Linked DNA regions of Mus musculus: region 2 is linked to region 1. The links are chromatin contacts, called in public Hi-C maps. All regions are on one chromosome and are shown on one strand. The core of a region is the stretch at or near the end of the contact, and the rest is flanking DNA. Distances in the headings are between cores, read along the strand shown.

Region 1 (2,512 bases), core at 9-2,508:
TCTCTGAGCCATGCCCTGAGAGGAATCTACATGCTTAAACCCCTCAAAACTAGTTTGGGGTAACTTTAAAAATCTCCAGGAGGGTGAGACCTCAGAGACGCCTAGCGATCCATGCAGTGTAAAGCAAGCAGGCAGCTATGAATTCTGGGAGAATCTCATATTCATCCAAGGCTGGCCTAGAACCACTTGTTCTCGGAGCTTCTAAGCTAAGGCCTGTTAGGCTGGAACCCCTGCTTGCCCCGCACAAGCTGGGAAACCCCCATCTGCCCTCCTTCCCCCAACCCCACCCACACAGAAAAAACTCCCCCACCCCCTTGGAATAAACTCTGTGCTAACACGTCATCACTTCCCATCTCCAAGTGCTCACCCAAGAGTGCCCGCCCAGGGGCTCAGTTTCTGACCACATATGGGCACAATCCCAGCTCTTAGCTGGTATGCCATCACTCCTCACTTAAGCTCTATAAAACCCCCTTACTTTAGCCTGGATGCCAGTGTAACTTCACTGATCTCCACCTGTGAGATCGGTGAACCCACCTGAGAGCTGCCTCCTAATAAATCTGCCTTTATGTACTTTTAATCTGATCTAATCTGGCCTGTATCTGTGTCACTGAAAGGGAGAGAAAGCCTTTCAAGGCCCACACTCCCTTGAGGTCATGTCCAGTAGCTACAGAAAGCAGCACCATGGATACCAGGCCTGCCAGAATGGGTCAGTGGTCAGTAAGATTGATCCCTTTCTGCTGTGGAACAAAGCAAGGTATTCCTGTCCCTCCCAGCTCTTGAGCCTCATGGCCTGCCACTAATATCTAAAGATAGCCATTAACCTAACATTCAGCAAGAGAGGCAGTACCAATCACCAAGGAGAGGGATACCCCTGGGAAACCTAGCATTTTCTGCCACCAGTCACATCTGCCTTACCGGGCGGTGTGGAGAAGGAGAAAGTGGTGGGGGGTGTAGGGGTGGTGGAGTTGCAGGTGTCAACGCTCCTCTCGATGGTACCATTGGCCCTGCAGTGTGCAGAGATGCAGCCTCCTATGCCATCTGTTGTGTGGTAGATGATCTCCCCAGGATGGAACTGTTGCCCGTTGTAGGTACAGACACAGGCTGTGGGGAATAGATGTTTAGCCTGTCAGAGTGTGCTAAAGTTCTGGCAACGAATGCCCCACCTGCCCACACACCACCCCATCTCCAGCTCAGAGGGAGCTGCAGGAGCTCACCACCAGCATTGTGGGTACAGCGCACACCACTCTCCGTGCAGATGCTGTCAAGAGAAGCAAGAAGTGGAACTGAGCGCATAGGAACTGGAACCCTCTGTTAGAACCTGCTGTGCTTAGTGTTAGTGACGAGACAGCCCTGCCACAGCCTAAGTCTGCTCTACTAAGGTCACACTCTCTCAAGCATTGTCCCCTGTCAATAACTAATAGAGGCAATGTGGACTTTGATGGACATTGTCCCCTCAGCCCTGGCCTGAGTGCACATCACATTCACACACAAGATGGATCTTAAGTCAAGGGTGTCCTCCCTCCCAGATGAGCCTTAGGCCAAAGGCACCTTTCCTCTCACCTGAGCCCCATGCTGAGGTTTTACTCCCTTCATTAAAAAACCCCAGGCCAAGGGTGCCCTCCCTGTCAGCCCAGCCTTAAGCCAAGGCTGCTCTCCTTCCCAGCTCAGCCTAAGGCAACAGTGCTCTCCCTCCTAGCTGAGGCTCAGGCCACTGGGGTTCAGGCAGGTGTGCATCCATGGGGCCCACAGTGCCGATGATGTCATCCTTCCCCCTCAGCTCAACCATGGACTGAGGGTACTTCTAGACCCCAGGCTGGTGCTATAAGATTAGTTCCAATTCCCCACAGTGTTTCAGGTCATCTATTACTCTGGCAGAGTGACTCACCAGGAATCGCAGTTTTTGTCTGAAGGTACTGATGCACCTGGCCGGTACAACTTTCCATTGACGCGGCAGGGGAAGGTGACTGTACAGTTGGATACACACTGCATTGTGCCCTCATCAAAGATGGGGGCTGTTGGTGGGCACTTGGGATAGCATCCTGTGGACCAAGAGACCTGTGTTCCAGACAGAGTCTTCCCAGAGTCCTCTCATTCCATGGCCCAGGTCTGTCCCCTGGGACCAGCCTCAATCACAACATGGTTGAAACCATAAAGGCTCCTAGTGGGATCAGGAAGAATAAAAAGACCCCAGGCCTCCAATCCCAGGATAGACCCCAGGCCGTAGATCCCAGGATTGTCCAAAGTTCTGATCCTAGGAACCCAACAGATCCTGCCCCTCCCAGTTCAGCCTTCAGTCTACCTTCCAGACCACGGAGATCTTGTAGGCACTGTCCAGTAGGGTTCTGGCAGGTACGCATGCAGGGGGCCCCACACGGCTGGTAGTGCCACTCACACTGACCCTCTGGGTTGTAGTAGTCACAGAACAGTGCTGGAAAATGGAAAGAGTTACTGGAATAAGCCTGAGCCTAGGGTCTGCTAAATCATTTCCCACCCCACCCCACCCCAAGAAAGG
Region 2 (2,512 bases), core at 8-2,507, 120 kb before region 1:
TATGCATTTACAATGGTTAAGGTGGAACATTTAACATCCTATGTATTTTGCTTTACTAAAAAAATTAATGTAAGGGAGCTGGAGAGGTTCCAGGGGCCCTGAGTTTAATTCCCAGCAACCACAGGGTGGCTTACAGCCATCTGTAATAGGACCCGATGCCTTCTTCTGAAGACAGCTACAGTGTACATAAAAAAGTGTGAATGAAGAAAATATCTAATAAAAATTGTATAAAAAGTAAATAATTCTTTTTTTAAAAAAATGAATGTGAGCTGAGAATAGGACTCAGCAGGTAAAGCTCTATCCGTTCATGTGAGAGGACTGGATCACCAGAAACCACACAAGTGCCAAGTGGGCACAGCAGCCTGCCTCCAATTACAGCCCTCGAAGGCAGAGACAAGGGATTCCTGGGGCAAGTTGGCTAGTGAGGAGACTAGCCAAATCTAAGAGCACAATGAAAAGGCAGAAGGAAGCTGGAGGAAGACTCATAACATCAGCCGTGGGCTTTCACATGGACACACACTCATACACACACACACACACACACACACACCAGTACACACTCAGACACACACACACCTACCATACTTACATATGCAGGAAACTACTAAGAAAAAAGGAAAAAGTGGTGCAAGAAGTCAGTTGTGAGCCAGGTGAGGTGATGTACACACGTCCTCTCAACAGGCAGGAAGATCGATCGGGAGTTCAAGGTCATCCTCAACTACATTAGAGATGTCTAAAACAAACAGCCAGCAACCATCACAGTGACAAAAACTAAAGTCAAACCAAGCTGCAACAACAACACAACAACAAAAAACCAAGTTGTTCAAACCATGGTTAAGAGGAGACGATGTTCATGGTACCCCCCTCCAAATATCAAATACCTGTGAGTAAATCCAGCAAGAGATGTGTCAGAGAACTACAAAAACCGTGACAGTCTGGGAGAATTTAATTCATAACCAAAAACAGAGAAAACCGCCTCTGCCGTGGGCCAAAAACTTGGAAGTGAACACGCTAAGTCTCCCTAAATTCTCCTTTGTGCTTCGTTTTAGACGTAAGGAATGTCCTGTCCGTCTGACATGGAAGGAGTTAGGGGACATTGCTTGGGGGGGGCACTCTGAGCCACATCCTGGGCTGCTAAGACACTGATTTCTATTCCTGATGCACTTCCCGCTCTGTGCGCTGAGCTGGGTGCAATAATAGACTTCCTACTGTTGCCGCCCTCGCGCCGAGATAACCCGCTTCCCACCACGACTAGCTGCTATTTCCATCCTCCCGTTCCTAGTGTCTTATTTAGGAAGCACAAAGGCAGCTCTGTGCATTTCCACAAGTGTAGAGAACCCACAGTTCCAAGCCTGGAAAACCATTTATCTTGGGAGGGGCAGGGGACAGGCCATAGGTATAGCCATGGGACAGGGACACCTCCTGAATATGGGGCACAGGGACTAACATAAACGGAAGAGTGAACCTCCTTGGAGTCTTTGTGTCTGCATCCTCTGAAGTATTGTCCTGTGTCTTTCTCTTTTGGTGTATTTCTTTCTTGGTGTGAGTGTGTGTGTGTGTGTGTGTGTGTGTGTGTGTCTATGGATCTGTGACGTGTGAGCTGTCTGTATGCTAGTCTATGTGTATCTATGTATGCATGCCTATGTCTATGTGTCTCTGTGTGTGTTTCTCTGGGACTGTGTGTGAGACTGGGCTGTGTGAATGTATGTCTGGGTGTGTGTGACATGTGGATTGTCTGTGTACATGTCTGTGTGTGTCTATATGAGTGGTTCTCTGTCTAGTCTGTGACTGTGCAGGAGCCAGTCTAGTCTGTGACTGTGCAGGAGCCAGGACCGAGGGAGCTGTCTGCAGCTGTAGGGACACAGCTTATGTTCACATTTGGACGGAATATACAACTTGACTATTCACTGAGCCCGCCGTCAGGTCCTCACTGTATCAGTATCAGGCAAAAGTCACTACCTCCACTCTCCCAGTCACCTTCAGCCTGGCTGTCTGCCTCTCCAGGTCCTGTTACAAAGTTGGAGGCTCACGGGCAGGGGCCCATGTTTATCTACTCCCTGTCCCTACTCTAGTTGGCCTGGGTCCTAGGATGCTATCACAGGACATTTGGGAATGAGTTTAGTGAATGAGTTTGTTCTGACCCCAAATGTTCTGACCTACAAATTATCCATTTCAATAGTTGGAAGTTTAATGGCATAAGTAGCTAAATGTCTATAACACCGTCCTTTCCTTTCCTTTCTCGACACGTGCTGAGTTTTCACTTTTTGATTTATTTATGGTTTGTGGGAGGGGGTGTACATATTGTTTTGTTTTGTTGAGACAGGGGCTCACAATATAGCCTAGGATGGGTTTGAATTCATAATTCTGCTCCTTTGGCCAGGGTTACTGGTATACACTACCACATCTGGCCTAATATTTTAGAAAAAAATGTTATTACATTTTGTGTGTGCCTGTGTGTCTCTCTGTGTGTGTCTCTGTGCCTCTGTGTATGTACACACACACACACACACAC

What was found. Hi-C and Micro-C count contacts between places; a contact is called where the count stands out from the background.
Region 2: a Hi-C map of cerebral cortex shows a contact between it and region 1, with 6 times the contacts expected there. The contact joins two enhancer-like sites. A contact is called at or near these places in 9 of 39 promoter capture datasets (the 3T3-L1 cell line, the HPC-7 cell line, HPC-7-derived erythroid cells and 5 more), 1 of 15 datasets of contacts at CTCF or cohesin (large pre-B cells), 4 of 484 Hi-C or Micro-C datasets (cerebral cortex, embryonic fibroblasts and liver), 1 of 115 datasets of contacts at active chromatin or transcription factors (embryonic stem cells) and 2 of 9 other capture datasets (adipose tissue and liver).

What each region holds. Positions count from the first base shown.
Region 1 is chr7:141,804,202-141,806,713 of GRCm38.p6, reverse strand. It overlaps Muc5ac (mucin 5, subtypes A and C, tracheobronchial/gastric), which reads right to left. Exons shown (of 49, transcript NM_010844.3): 27 at 2,300-2,428; 28 at 1,886-2,039; 29 at 1,215-1,258; 30 at 916-1,101. Among named protein-coding and RNA genes, the nearest start is that of Muc5ac, 16 kb to the right of the region's middle. Within about 2 kb of position 1,258, at least 14 of the 459 cell types and tissues checked have an H3K27ac peak or open chromatin away from gene starts, as enhancers often do. A contact at or near this core is called in cerebral cortex, where this site is marked.
Region 2 is chr7:141,927,581-141,930,092 of GRCm38.p6, reverse strand. All of the region lies in intron 2 of Gm32539 (a long non-coding RNA gene), which reads right to left. Among named protein-coding and RNA genes, the nearest start is that of Gm32539, 4.5 kb to the right of the region's middle. Within about 2 kb of position 1,257, at least 6 of the 459 cell types and tissues checked have an H3K27ac peak or open chromatin away from gene starts, as enhancers often do. A contact at or near this core is called in cerebral cortex, where this site is marked.